Linked DNA regions of Sus scrofa: all the other regions are linked to region 1. The links are chromatin contacts, called in public Hi-C maps. All regions are on one chromosome and are shown on one strand. Each heading gives the region's core, a stretch centred on a gene start, on an enhancer-like site or on the middle of the called end of the contact. The rest is flanking DNA. Distances are from core to core; before and after follow the strand shown. Region 1 holds the start of FJX1 (four-jointed box protein 1). Region 2 holds the start of SLC1A2 (excitatory amino acid transporter 2). Region 3 overlaps LOC102157601 (a long non-coding RNA gene).

Region 1 (4,787 bases), core at 976-3,475:
GAGGCTCTTGTTCTGGGGTACATTCCATCCAGTGGCTACAGGCCAAGGGCTAGGCTAGAGTCAGTCTGTCTTCTGAAGTGGAAGAGCTTAGCTGACTGCTTTAAGGCTGCAGTTTTCTTCGTGGATACCGGTAAGTCAATTGGAAGCTTCTAGGATCTGGAGTATCTGGGTTGAAGTCACCCCTCCCAGACTGAAAATCATGTGCTTCTTTCTCTTGCATTATGTGGATTCTTCACCAGTATTGTTTTCACTTTTGTAAATGAAAGTTTTTATTTGGTATCTTTTAGTAGTAAAAGCAGGTTTTTTTAAAATGACTTGATGCATACTACTTGCATCTACTAGAGCTTTATTTCATTAACATTCCAATGCTTTAGTCATCAAATTGGTACTGAACACCCACTTAGTGCCAGGCAGCCCTAAACAACATCAGCCAGGCAGACTCCTCATAGAGTTTACAGTGAACTAACCCTTCTAGTTATTTATAGCTTCTGTTCACAGCTAAAAAGACAGACATGGACTACACCAGATTTCCCTACAGCCCTAGGACATGGTGTGGGCCATGGTGGCCAGATAATATTCTCAGACTTTAACTTAATTAACCGACCTGTTGAAAGCGTATACTTCTCTCTAGTTAGATGATATTCTACTTATGCCCACAAGGTGGGGATCTTGCTTATAGTTTATCCAAGCTGAAAGCAACGCATTCAAAAAAAAAAAAATTCTCAAAAGTAAAACCAAAAGATAAAAAATTAAACTCAATTTACTGAGCACTTTTTTAGTGCAATATACTATGTTAGGTGATAAAGACACATAGAAAGTTGTTACGACATAGTCCTTCCCCATTAGGGAAAGATGAGGGTTAGGAGTTTGCACAGAGCATGAAGAGAGTACCTTTAATGAATTAAGATTTTGATATATCCATATGGGGGCCATAGTAATATCATCAGGTAATATGTATAAAATGGCATGGTACTGCCACCGTGGGGTGCAGAAGAGATTCAGCAAAGACCCAACACTTCAGTCACTATGGAAACACTTGACACTACACTGGATCAGCACTGGAAGGCCCCAGGTGTGGTCCTTGGACCCTCTTAGTCACAAACTTTAGAGTATCTGCCCTCTAACTCTAGAATATTCATTCTTTGGAGCATAAATATAATCAAGGCCAGGTCATGAGCTGTTGCAGTGAAAACCCCCATTTGTATCTGATGGGGGATAAAAAGAAAGAAAAGAAACACATGAAAGGAAACAGATTTCAAACTCCTGCTTTCAGAGGTGGATTCCACCCCCATCCCCCCCAAACTTGTGTCTTACCTGAGAATCTTGATTTGGATCTGGGACACAGGCTCATTCAGGGAAGTGAGAGGGAGAGCCGATTCTTATCCAAGAGCTCTCTAGGAGGACTGAATGCAAAAGTGGCTGGAAGACAATATGGTTTGTTTTGTTTTGTTTTTTTATTCTTTACTTTTTTGCTCCTCCACCCCCTCCTCCAACCACTTCTTCCCTTAAACCATTAAACTATGAAGTCAAATGCAATATGGTGGATTTTTTTTTTCATTTGTTGAATTGAAAATCCTATTTGAGGAATATAGTGACTAGCTAAATGACAATGGTCTTTTAAAAAAGGAGAATGCTAACAACTTGATAAAGATAGTGAACTTTCTCCCTAGAGGGAAAATCAAGTGGCATGCTGCCCAGAGACCTCAGTTTGAATTTTAGTTTCTCCACTTGCTACCTCTGGGATCTTGAGTTCGCCTATCCCTTCTCTGCCTCAGTTTCCTCCTGGGCAAAAGAGGACCATTTCATTGGAGAAATGGTCTCCGAAGCCCCTTCTCCTGCATCAGATCTGATCCTCGGTAACAAAGCTCTCTGGGGCAACCGGTACATCTCCCTAGAATGTGAGCTTCGTAAGCACGGGGACCGCATCTCCGCATTTTACTGCTCTCTGACCAGAACTGAGGACAGATACTTTGTTGAACACCTGCCTAGGTGTTTGGGCACAGCAAAGTTTAATTCCCAGTGAGTCCCTCGGGAAAGGCGGAGCTACCAACCTCAAAGCGCACAGCCCTCAGGGACCAGTGTGGTGAGCGCGCTCAGGAAAGGGGGTGTCGGTTCAAAGTTGTTTGCTACAGATGGTTCTCCTAACCGGGCTGGAGTCATATCCTCTGTGGCTCGGAGAGATTCCCAGGGATTTACATAAGGCAGGGTGAATCACCGTCTGCAACGGAGAAGGCAAAGGGACCCGCCCCAATCCACGCCGGGCGGCGCGGAGAGAGCGGTGGGGGTTAGTCTGAACTTTGCTGGAGGACGGGAGCTTCCCTAGTGCAGGGACTCCGCGACCACTCTAACCCCCGCGAGAGCCAGAGGCGCGTAGCTCCCACCCCGCGTGACTTCAGCTCGGTGCTGCCGGCTCCGACGCCCCCACGCGGGCGCCGCCAACCCGGCTTCCTGCTCCTGGCCCCTAAGTCCCTGAGTGAGTGTGGGACCGCTTCTCCCGCTTGGAAAGAGCCATCGCCGCTTTAAGGGGAAGAGAAGAGGAAGGGGCGGGGGAGTGAAGGGGGGCGGGGAGCGGCGGAGGAGGAGGGGGAGGGGGATCCCCCCTCGCTCCCACGTGGTCCGGGCGCCTGTGAATCGCGCCCGCCGGAGGGTCTCACAGCGAAATACAAAAGCAGCTGGGAAGCGGCAGCGAGGCTAGTTCTCAGCGCCGGGCAGAGCGCCGGCTAGTCTCGCAGCGCCCCGCTGCAGCGATGGAGCTGAGGCGCCCGGAGCCCCGGAGCCAACGAGCTGCCGGGCCCGCCTCGCCGCCGAGACCCGGGCGCCGGGGCTTGGCTTGAAGCGGCGGCGGCACCGGCCCGGCCGGGGAAGCATGGGCTGGAGGATGCGGGGCGCCGCCGCCACCGCGGGGCTCTGGCTACTGGCGCTGGGCTCGCTGCTAGCGCTGTGGGGCGGGCTCCTGCCGCCGCGGACCGAGCTGCCCGCCTCTCAGACGCCCAAAGACCGACTCCCTCGGCGCCCGGCCCGGAGCGGAGGCCGGGAGCCAGCGCCTCGCTTCCCTCTGCCCCCGCCCCTGGCGCGGGACGCCCGCGGCGGCTCCCTGAAAACTTTCCGGGTTCTGCTCACCTTGGCGGCGAGCTCTGACGGCCCGCCCGGGCAGCCCCCGGGTGAGCGCAGGCGGCACGTGCCAACCGGACGGTCCTGGCCGGAGGAACGCGCCGCGGTGCACGGGGGCGTCTTCTGGAGCCGCGGCCTGGAGGAGCAGGTGCCCCCGGGCTTCTCCGAGGCCCAGGCGGCGGCGTGGCTGGAGGCGGCGCGCAGCGCCCGGGTGGTGGCCCTGGAGCGCGGGGGTTGCGGGCGCAGCTCCAACCGGCTGGCTCGCTTCGCCGACGGCACCCGCGCCTGCGTGCGCTACGGCATCAACCCGGAGCAGATACAGGGCGAGGCCCTGTCTTACTACCTGGCACGCCTGCTGGGCCTCCAGCGCCACGTGCCGCCGCTGGCACTGGCTCGGGTGGAAGCTCGGGGCGCGCAGTGGGCTCAGGTGCAGGAAGAGCTTCGTGCCGCTCACTGGACCGAGGGCAGCGTAGTAAGCCTGACTCGGTGGCTGCCCAACCTCACTGACGTGGTGGTGCCCGCACCCTGGCGCTCTGAAGACGGCCATCTGCGGCCCCTGCGCGCCGTGGGGGCCGAGCTGGCCAACCGCAGCCAGGCGGAGCTGGTGGACCTGGTGCAATGGACCGACTTGATCCTCTTCGACTACCTGACAGCCAACTTCGACCGGCTAGTCAGCAACCTCTTCAGCCTGCAGTGGGACCCGAGGGTCATGCAACGCGCCACGAGCAACCTGCACCGCGGCCCCGGCGGGGCGCTGGTTTTTCTGGACAATGAGGCGGGCTTGGTGCACGGTTACCGGGTGGCTGGCATGTGGGACAAGTACAACGAGCCGCTGCTGCAGTCAGTATGCGTGTTTCGCGAGCGGACAGCGAGGCGCGTCCTGGAACTGCACCGTGGCCGGGACGCGGCCGCCCGGCTACTGCGCCTCTACCAGCACCACGAGCCTCACTTCCCCGAGCTGGCAGCGCTCGCCGACCCCCACGCTCAGCTGCTGCAGCGCCGCCTCGACTTCCTCGCAAAGCACATTTTGCACTGTAAGGCTAAGTACGGTCGCCGACCGGGGACTTAACATCCCCCGGAGGAAGGAAGAGAGAGAGAGACACCCCTGGCTGGGGAATAGATGACGGGGGAAAGGTATCGTCTCTGCCACCGCCTGGCACCAGCCGGCCAACGCCCAGCCGCAGACCCGAGCGCGAAGGCGGCTGAAAACTTCAGCTTCACCTACCTGCCCCTTTCTCTCAGTCCCAAGCTGTTTCCTTTCAGAGTTCTGGGAGGACGAGCTCGCAAAGGCGAGAAATGTAACATTCCCTCCACCCAGCCTATAAAAGGATTCTTCCCTGTGCCAGCACGGAGTTTGCATCCAAAGAAACTGGCTGCTGCCGGGAGTTTGGCCCCCGGGTGGCCGTCCCTGTGGGAGATACATCCTTTTCCTTGGCCCCCTCATTCCCTTTCCGGAAAAAAAGGAAAACTTCTATTTGAGCCATTGAGCTAATTCTGGAATTTCCTACCAAGCGCAGCGCTGGTGGCCCCCCGGAGCAGGGCTATTACATGGGCTGGTGGAGCCCCCTTCCTGTGTTCTCCCTTTGTTCCGGCTCCGCGATGGTGAGATCACTGTTAAGAGCTGGGAAACCGCTCCCGATAGGACAAAGGGAGCAGGACCTACAGAATGGGGGGAG
Region 2 (4,787 bases), core at 1,568-4,067, 180 kb before region 1:
TCTTGGACACAGAGAGGTAGTTGTAGAAATATCTGCCCTTCGTTGGAGGTTGATGTCTAGAGATCTGACTTTGGAGCACCTCTACACTCCTACTTAAAGGTGCATACCTTTCCCCCAAAACAAGCCTCCAGAGTGGGTAAAATTTATTAGAAGTTCTGGAAAGCTCCAGAACCCAGGACTCTCCACCTGTGCTCAGAGGATCCCCTGGTATTTGCTTTCCATTGAAGGTAGATCCAGTGGTCTCTTGCAAGGGGTTAGTGCACTTCTGTGAATTAATCAAAGGTCTGAGCTGCCCAACCCGTTTTTTAAGACACTCCCAATCCAGGAAAGTGTCCTAGGAGACACTGGTCCGGAGACTTTGTTCTGGCCCCTTTGAGACAGTCAAGGGTTCCTTGCAGCTCTATGTCCCTTTTGCTAAAGACGGCTGCTTTGATCACTGTCAGCATTCTCCATCCAACTGCAGCCTCCGGAGGCAGGAGACAAGTCCAAGACAGAAGGCAGAACTGTCCCTGCCCCAAATCACTCATTTTCCCGCCTCTTCCCGGGAAGCACCCAAATCTCATCCACTCTTCCTTAAAGCTGGCCAGGGAGATTCCACCATCCAGGGACAAGGAGAGATCAGAGAAGGCCCGGCATCTACTCCGCAACTCTGCAAATCTGACATTCAAGGCCGGCGCGCAGGTCCTCGCCCCGCCCCGGCCGGCCCCGGTCCCTGTTTCCAGCTCATTCATTTCGAGCTGGTCCCCCACCTTCCAGCCGCCGCCGCTCTCCAAGCGCTGCTTCCCCCGGGCAGTGTCTGCTGCTCTCAAGGTGCCCGACTGCTTATTGTTTTTAAATCTCAAAAGTAACCTCAAGAGGATTTTTCGTCACTCTTTTTCACACCTCCACCGAACCTTTTTAATTAAAATAAAACAAGCCTTGGTCTCTCGCGTCTTTAAAGGGTTAAGGAGCAAGCTTCGGGAAAGGAAATCAATTCCTCCCCACCATTCCACTTCCAGCAGAGCCATCGTTTTGCCACCATCTCCGAGGCCGGGCGCCGGCGTCTCTCGGTTCTCATCCCGGATAAGGGACCACCACCCCGCACGCACACCTCCCCCTTCCCTGCGAGTAGAGAGAAAAGCCCCCTTACCCTTCCGTGGATGCCATGGCTCGGGGAACGCCCCCTCCTCTTCTGCAAGGTCCGGCTGCGGCGGACGAGGAGCGACCGGGTGCCGGGGGAGCGCACGAGTGTGGCGGAGCGCGGTATTTAAGGGGGAACCTCTCCCCGCCCTTCCACCCGCCTCCTGGGTAAGCCCTTTAGCGCCTCAGGGGGCGCGGGAGGCTCCAGCCGGCGCTAAGCCGCGTCTCCGCTCTCCGCTGCGCGCGTCCTGCGCTCCCTCCGCCGGCTCCGGTAGTGCCTTGCTGGGTGCTTTGCAGGCTCGGAGGGTGGTTTCCCCCAAGAGAGAGGCGCCGCCTCCGGGACTGCGCGCAGGGACGACCTGCCGCCGCTGCCACCTGTGTTTGGTGTGGGGCGCTTCGAGTGGCGGAGCGCGGGCTCGTGGGGGGTGGGAGGGCGGCGAGTGCGGTAGGTGTGCAAGGGAACGTGTGTGTGCGTGCGTGCGTGCGCGCGTGTGCGGTGGGTGTGAACGCCGGGGGAGGCGGTGGAGGTCGCTGCGCCCTGGCTCAGCGCCGGCCGGGGAGGGGTTGCAAGGTTTAGCCCCGCTGGAGCTGGGGATTTGCGGGCGATCCCTCTCTATTTTAGTAGAGAGCTGACATCACCAGCGCCTCTGCTTCGGGAGACTCCTTTAACTGCCGCCCCCTCGCCCCCCAGCTCCAGCCGCGGTCCCTCCTCCGCCATCCCGCCCCCGCCCCCGCCCAGCCTCTCGCCATAAACTAGCCAAATAAGAAGCCCCGCTGGTCTCCTGGGAAGGCCTGGGCCGCCGGTGGCAGGAGCCCAGGATCTAAGGAGTCGCTATTGTTTCCTCTCAAGCCCGCGTGGCCCGGGGTCACCCGGCTGTGGGTAAAACGCAAGCCAAGGCGTGAAGACCTGGGATGCCCCTCCGTCCCCGCCTCCCTCGAGCAGCCCCCAGCGCTACGCCTCACTCCTTGGCACACTTGCTCAGACTCACATTACTCCCAAGCTCATCCTCACAGGCTGCACACCCGCCCCAACTTCCCACGTCCTGGGTACCAGGCCCCGCGGAACCCGAGCGGCCGAAGCTTTTGAGTAGCGCGGCCACAACACAGCCCAGCCGGGCGCCCTCCCCCACCGCGGCCCGAATAAATCTCTGGCCTTCAATTATGCATGGGGATTAATATTAATGCAGTTCCCTAGGGGCCGCTGGCGGGGTGCTGGGGAGGCCGCAGTTTTTTTTTTTTTAAGCCGAGGGAGGTCGGCCTCGGGGGCGCTGGCGGAGAAGGCGCGGAGCGATGGCGAGGCAAGCGGAGAGGAAGGGTTTCCACCCACTCGGCTCCGTTTGCCGTCGGCTTCTGTGCCCCGGGGGCGGCGCGCGGAGACAGATGGGCTCGGTCAAGGGAGGATTGGAGCTTCCCCGCCGGCTTTGCATAATAATGACGAAATCCGTGCAGGTTTTATTATCTCTGGGACAAGGCGGACACCTCCAGCTCCACCACTTCCCCACGCTGCGACCTACGGGGAGAGAAAGACTCACTTTCCTCGTCTGGAAAATGGGGCCAAATTAACCCCCTTTGCTGGGCCGAAGTGAAAATTAAAAGGGCTCTCTCTTGAGAGAAAGAGATCTGCAAAGTGTCAGCGCGCCGATGTCAGTGCGGCAAGCCAGTCCCTTAGAACCTGCGGGGCTCCTCTGGGCAGGGTCTGAGATACGGGTATCGTCCTCCGTCGCCGCCTCCCTAGTCTTATTCCCAGAAAGAGGCGCTTTCCAGCTCTGAGGCTTTTTCGAAGACCGAATGCAGCAGCGGGCCACGTAGAAGCTCGCGGAGTTTATCCTGGGGACTGTGCCAGGGAAGCCCGAGTCCCAGCAGGGCGCGCGCGGCTTCGTGGTGAAGTGCCGACTGCTGCTATCCGAAAGCCTTAGTTCTTCACCTTCCCCTGGAGTAATCCGGGAGGAAATTCCTCAATTTCTTTTCATCCCATCTGCAAAATGGGAGTACCGTTCCCAACCTCTCAGTGCTGAAAAAAAGAAATGAAATGTAAAAGGTACGCAAATCTCTTCCACTAGAGGCTGGCACCCGGTAAATGGCTATGTTTGGGAACCTTGACATCCCATCCAATGCTTTCGAAACATTTGCATTCAGCTGCCCTTAAAGAGGCGGCCTGTTAAATTATGTGGAATATGCCACAGATAATTCTGGATAATAATCATTAGCTAGAAGGAACCGATTTCTTTTTCCTCGCTCCAGAGGGTCTTCATTTTTCAAGCAAATTGGAGCAGTGCTTTTCAGTACTAACTGCACATTAAAATATAATGAGAAAGTTTCTTTCAAAACAATAATGCCCAGGCCACCTTCCCAGATCTGGGTTCCGTCCGTCTGGAGCAGGGCTCTGACTCAGGGTTTGTATTTTTTGTTTGTTTGTTTTTCACTTCCCCATGTGATTTTTATCCTGCTGTGCAGCCAGCATCAGGAAGCACAGGAGGAGAAATGGTTCAGAAACACAGCCTCCAAGAGTAGTTGAAGCAAACTGGTGTGTTTAGCCTTTGGAAAGACAAAAGGAAGATACAGCTGGGATTCAGTCTCTAGCCTGGGAAATTCCATATGCCATGGGTGCAGCCATAAAAAAAAATACAGTAAAAAATAAATAAAAATTAAATAATGCCACCTCATGGTTGCTGTGAAGTTAAATAAGATAGCTAATGTGTAGGAAGGGCTTAGTTCTGAGCCTCGCACATCTTGGGTGCTCAATAAAGGGTCATCCTAGACATGTGGGAGCAGCACCATCCACCCCATTTAATTTCCCACTGAGCCCACATGAAAATCTAGCCTCCCCTAAAGCTGCCTAGAGGATGACCCCCTTAATTCTTCTCCGTCTTCACCACAAACTACAAATCTCCCAGCCCACATTAAGTCAATAAAGCTCTGGTATGAGGACAGAATGAAGTCAACCCCACAAGTCAGCAGGAACATTTTGGAATTTCCTAGTATCTCTCAGTGTCCTCCAGGGATTCTGTGATTATGGCTAAAGCAGAAGGAATGGGATGCTCTGACATTTGCATATAGATTTACCTTTCTTAAGTCTCACTCACAGGATCTCAAACTTAGGATGAATAAAAACTACTCTGCAGGACTAAATGCAAAGAAATAAACTGTATCATACCTTGCTAGGTGACTTGGGGGTGTTCAAAGTTCATTTTTACTCTGAGGGATTTTTTTCCTTTTTGCTTTATTGATTGTTGACTTAAGGACTAATCCAAGCTCTGAGAAGTGGTTTACCACAGCTGAATCAAGGTAATGTTTCAGCTAGGACCTCTGGTAGTTATTATATTACCCTAACATTTCCTGGGTTCTTACTCCATGTTCAAAGTACCTTAATACATGTGTGTGTGTATATATATACACACACACATATACATGTCCTCGTTTGATTTTTTTTTTTTTTTGTCTTTTTGCATTTTCTAGGGCCGCTCCCACGGCATATGGAGATTCCCAGGCTAGGGGTCGAATCGGAGCTACAGCTGCCGGCCTACACCAGAGCCACTGCAACACCAGATCCGAGCCACATCTGCGACCTACACCACAGCTCATGGCAACGCCGGATCCTTAACCCATTGAGCAAGGCCAGGGATCGAACCCGCAACCTCATGCTTCCTAGTCGGATTCGTTAACCACTG
Region 3 (4,787 bases), core at 1,079-3,578, 170 kb after region 1:
CTTCAAGATGGTAACAATATCTCCATTTTCCAGTGGGAAAAAAATCTAGGCGCAGAGAGTCAAAGGGATTTTCCCTAGTGTCTCACAGCTAGTGCTTAAAAGCCATGATCTTCAAACTTTTCTGTCTCAGAGACTACAGAAAAATGAATTCTGAGCAGATATCCTCAGTGTATATGCATAATTTATCTATAAAACATAGCCATGACTGTTGTATTGATAATTGAAAATAAACATGAAAATGAATTAGATCATGCATATTGACAGAGGGTCCAATATTTGCTTCTCTCACCCCAGTAGATGATCTTGTACCCAAAGAAATGGGCACTTTGGAGGTACAAACCCAAATGCCTACCAGAGCCAAGCAGGCAGCGTAAATGAGTCAAGTGGACTGAGTGTAAGAAAACCAATGGTACAGGTAGATAAGAAATGACAACTGATTCTGAGCCTCGGTGTTGGGCACAATAGGGAGGGGTAGGGATTGTGGCAAAAACAGGAGCAAATTTTTCATTTGAAGAGGCAGCTATTCCTCAGTTTTAGTTACCACTACTTGAGAATGTGGGCCCAGGGTTTCCAGTTTTCCAATTTTTCAATAGAAATTTTTTTCAATAGAAATTTCAGGAGAAATTCAGCTTTTTACATGTAATTGCACAACTTTAAGATGTTGGCCATTGGTTTCATTTCTTTACAAAAATTTGGGGGTCTGAGTGGGTCAAAATCAGGTTACAGGCCACCAAAGGCCAACCGCTGGAGTAAAGGAAGGGGCTTAGTCTTTCCAGCCAGACAAACTTGATTTTGAATCATATTTCTACTTTTAACAAGTAATTTAACTTCTCTGTGCTTTTGTTTTGGGGCCAATGAATGGAAATAATAAGTTCCTCTGAGGGTGTGCTGTGATACATACAAAGCATTTAACACAGTGCCTGGCATATAACACAGGCTCAATTTATCATGCCTCCAGTCATGAGTGGAGGCCTGCCTGGACCTCAGCTCTGCTGACCTCTGATCCAGTTCTCTTGACACTCTCAGAGGCTTCAAGAGAGACCCCCCGCCCCTGGCATCCAAATTTCAATCCTATACTTTGCAAAATTGATGCTTTCTGGGTGGGTCACACGGACTGAAATGGGAGTCACACACACTGGGAATGGGAGTCACGTGATCTGAGCTCTAGTCCGTGGGCTAGGTGAACCTGGACAAGTGATGGAACTACTCTGGGCCTCTGTTGGACTAGTTAGAAGTAGACACAGTAATAGCCACCTCCAAGAGTAATCATGCAGATGTCATACCATACACGGTGCTGGGTATTTGCCATCTACCCCACCCCAGCACCTCTCTCTAGCCTCTGCTCCCTGCTTTGTGCCCCAGAGTTTGATCTCAGCAGATGGCATCAGTAAGGCCCTGCTCTGGTCCCCAGTTCAGCAGATGAGATAAACCAGGGGAAGCAGCAGATGGAAGGAGAGAGGGCAGGGTGCTAGGGCCCCAGTCTGTGGTAGTGGCCAGTGGCAGTGTTCCTCTATGGAAGGCCTCAGCTCCTCCCAGGCAGTCCACACCTGCAGCTCCAGTGCCAGCTCCAGCTACGCTCTCTTGTTCTTTCTTTTTTTTCCTTTTTAGGGCCACACCTGAGGCATACGGAAGTCCCCAGGCTAGGGGTCAAATCGAAGCTACAGCTGTCGGCCTACACCACAGCCATAGCAACACAAGATCCGAGCTGTATCTGGGACCTACACCACAGCTCATGGCTATGCCAGATCCTTCACCCACTGAGTGAGGTCAGGGATGGAACCCACATCCTCACAGATCCTAGTCATGTTTGTTAACTGCTGAGCCACGAAGGGAACTCTCTTCTTTTAGAGTCCACTTTCTCCCTGTCCTCTGTCAGCAGGGCTGGTAGCAGCTCCCCAGCACTGCCAGCCCCCAGGGTCTTCGCCACCCCTGGCTGGTTTCCCCTAATCCTGCTCACACCTTTGTAAGTAGTCCCTCATTATACGCTCCTGAGCCACCTTGATTGTGTCATCTCCTGCTGAGACCCTGACCATGACACATGCATAGCACATGGGTTTTTATTTTTACCTTGGAGCCTTGGCTATGGAAGCCACTTGGTGTTGCTAGAATTAATTTGAGATCATAAGCTTTTCTGCCTCACCCTCAGGCTGCCAGAAAATCCAATTATCCAGATCCCTTACTCCCCGAATGCCCCAGTCCACTGAAATCCGTATCCATTGATGGACAATTTGTTCATTATACAAATGTTTGTCATGCAGCTGCAATGTACCAGGCCCTGAACTAGGTCCTGAAGCTGCAATGAGATTAAGCAAACAATGTCCTTATCTTTTGGAATTTGTAGTCCCATGGGTTTATATGGGAACTGTTACCAGGGGAACAACCTTTCCATAGCCACCATGAAGCCAGCTGACTGGCCAGAGCTCCTGTGGCTATGAGGACCCAAAACACCCTCTCCAGACTATATGTCTTCATAGTTAGTGTTTGCAGCTAACACCATGAATTGACTGACCCGACTCCCAGGCAGAAGTCCTAGCCACCTTCCAGCTCAGTAATCACGGGGAACAGTTCTGGCTAATAAGTTATAAGCTTGAATCACAAGCCCTTGCTTCCCTCATATAAAATGACAGACTCCACAGTTATAAATATTTGTTCTCCTTATGCCTTTTCCCTTTGCCTGCTTAGAACAAAGAGGCGATGTTTGGTACCATGAGACAAGAAGCCTGCACTCTAAGGATGGCAGCGCGAAGAGAGACAGAAGAGAATTTGTTCATATGATGTCATTGAGCTTCCACATCAGTCCAGACTGCTTAACTCTGGATTTGTATAAGCCCCCTCTTTGTTTAAGACACAGGTAGGTAGGTGTGTTACGTATATTCAAGAGAATTAGTGTCTTGGAGGAAAGCCTCCAGAATCTCTGATCCAGCACCTTCCCTTATATATGAGGAAACTGAGGCATAGAGAGGGATGGAACTGGCCCCAGATCACACAGCCCAACTAGAACTCAGGTCCCCCAGCCAGTCTAAGTCCACGCTTAACAAGTTCCAATAGCCTGTGCAAAGATTTGTGAGCTTTGTGCATATATGTTTCCACTGTTTTCTTTGTTTACAGGCCCTGTAGAAACAGAGCTCATCTTTTTGGTCCTGCTTGGCCCTCTAAAAAATAGCTGACATGATCATGAGCAAAATTATATGCTTCATATTTTAAGTCACTAGCGTTGGGGGAAGGAGTTGTTACTTAGCAAGAGCTAACCAATGCATCACATTCATGGACCATTTACTTTCGGTCAAATCCATGCTGAGAGCTTTACATAAATACTGCGTTTAATTCTCATACTGTCCAATGAAGCAGATATTGTCATCTTTACTTTCTAGATGAACAAACCTGAGATTTGGAAAATTTAGATAACTTGCCCTTAAGTCACACAGAAGTGAATCTAGGATTTGAACCCAAGCATCCTGACTCTGGAACTGTGCTAGGATTTCCTTTCCTTCAGTAGCCTCTGCCTTTTGTTCCTTTAAAAGCTGGTTTGGCTCCAAAATCCTAGGAGGCATTTTTTTTTTTTTTAGTATCTTGTCGCAGTACCCAGGACATTTTGGCAGTTAGGGTACGAATGTTAGCCAGTGCCTGACTGCATCTTCTGAACAAGCCTGACCTTGCCAGCAGCTCTAATTTCTCTCTTTCTCACAAATTCTGTTATCTCTGCTGAAAAATCCACCTGATTCTGGCTGCTTCTCAGCACCTCTTTTGCTACCAATCTGGTCCAACACATTGTCCCCTTTTACCTAGATCACTGTAGTGGGATCTTGACTGATCTTCTTGATCTCTTCCCCACTAGGGCCTTCTCATATCAGCTGGAGTGATCATTTGAAAATAAAATCAGACTGTGGCGATCTATGCTTCAATACTCTGTGTTCATTTGTAAGGACTGCTACAGACTGTGTGGCTTCAATAACAGAAGTTAAATTTTCCCATGGTTTTGGAGGCTGAAGGTCAAGATCAAGATATCAGCAGGTTTGATTTCTCCTTGAGCCTCTCCCCTTTGCTTGTGGATGGCTGCCTTCTCACTGTGTCCTCACGTGGCCTTTTGTCTACACACATGATCTCTGGCATCTCTTTGTGTATCCAAATTTCTTCTTCTTAGAAGGGCACAAGTCATGTCAGAATAGTCATATTAAATTGGCCCTAATAGCCTCATTTCAGCTTAATCACCTCTATAAAGGCTCAGTCTCCAAATGCAGCCACATTCTAAGGTACCAGAGGTTAGGGCTTCAACATAGTAATTTGTGGGGGATACAGTGCAGCCCTTTTATAACATCTTTTCTTGATTTCCCAGCAAACTTCGGGTAGGCTCCCAAGTCACCTGCACATCCTCTGAGGTTCCATGTGCTCGGGCCCTGCCACATCTCCTTCCACCCCCACTATGTTCCACATGCTCTGATTGCACTGGCCTCCCAGCTTCTCATACCCCCAAAGCATGCTCCTGCCTGCAGAGCCTTTAACTTGCTATTTCCTTTGCCAAAACATTCTTTTACCCCCCAGATCTCTTCAGAGGCTTACTGTGCCTCTGTCCTCTGTTACCTTGCCCTAATACTACCTTCCTAATGGTCCAGCTTCTAACCTTGCCTTGTTTTTCTTTGAAATGCTTACTACTACCTGCCATCATCTTATATTTGTTTATTGTTCAATTGTCTGTCTTCCCCACTTGACTATCAACTCCATGAGGCAAAGACTCCGTTTGTTTTGTTCCCAGATAATATCTCCAAGACCTAATCATAGTAGTGCTGCAC

The links. Hi-C and Micro-C count contacts between places; a contact is called where the count stands out from the background.
Region 2: a Hi-C map of epiblast stem cells shows a contact between it and region 1, with 2.8 times the contacts expected there. The contact joins the promoter of SLC1A2 here to the promoter of FJX1 in region 1. A contact is called at or near these places in 1 of 47 Hi-C or Micro-C datasets (epiblast stem cells) and 1 of 2 datasets of contacts at active chromatin or transcription factors (alveolar macrophages).
Region 3: a Hi-C map of liver shows a contact between it and region 1, with 4 times the contacts expected there. The contact joins the enhancer-like site here to the promoter of FJX1 in region 1. A contact is called at or near these places in 1 of 5 promoter capture datasets (liver), 2 of 47 Hi-C or Micro-C datasets (both in liver) and 2 of 2 datasets of contacts at active chromatin or transcription factors (alveolar macrophages and skeletal muscle).

What each region holds. Positions count from the first base shown.
Region 1 is chr2:25,420,987-25,425,773 of Sscrofa11.1, reverse strand. FJX1 (four-jointed box protein 1) reads left to right here and starts at 2,225. Exons shown (of 1, transcript XM_003353898.4): 1 at 2,225-4,787. The coding sequence starts at 2,867. The coding sequence ends at 4,180. It also overlaps a transcript of PAMR1 not described here.
Region 2 is chr2:25,601,922-25,606,708 of Sscrofa11.1, reverse strand. SLC1A2 (excitatory amino acid transporter 2) reads right to left here and starts at 2,817. Exons shown (of 11, transcript XM_003480708.4): 1 at 1,130-2,817. The coding sequence starts at 1,146.
Region 3 is chr2:25,247,537-25,252,323 of Sscrofa11.1, reverse strand. It overlaps LOC102157601 (a long non-coding RNA gene), which reads left to right. Exons shown (of 7, transcript XR_001306887.2): 5 at 2,683-2,851; 6 at 3,836-4,011; 7 at 4,751-4,787. Among named protein-coding and RNA genes, the nearest start is that of LDLRAD3, 95 kb to the right of the region's middle. Within about 2 kb of position 2,328, at least 2 of the 83 cell types and tissues checked have an H3K27ac peak or open chromatin away from gene starts, as enhancers often do. A contact at or near this core is called in liver, where this site is marked.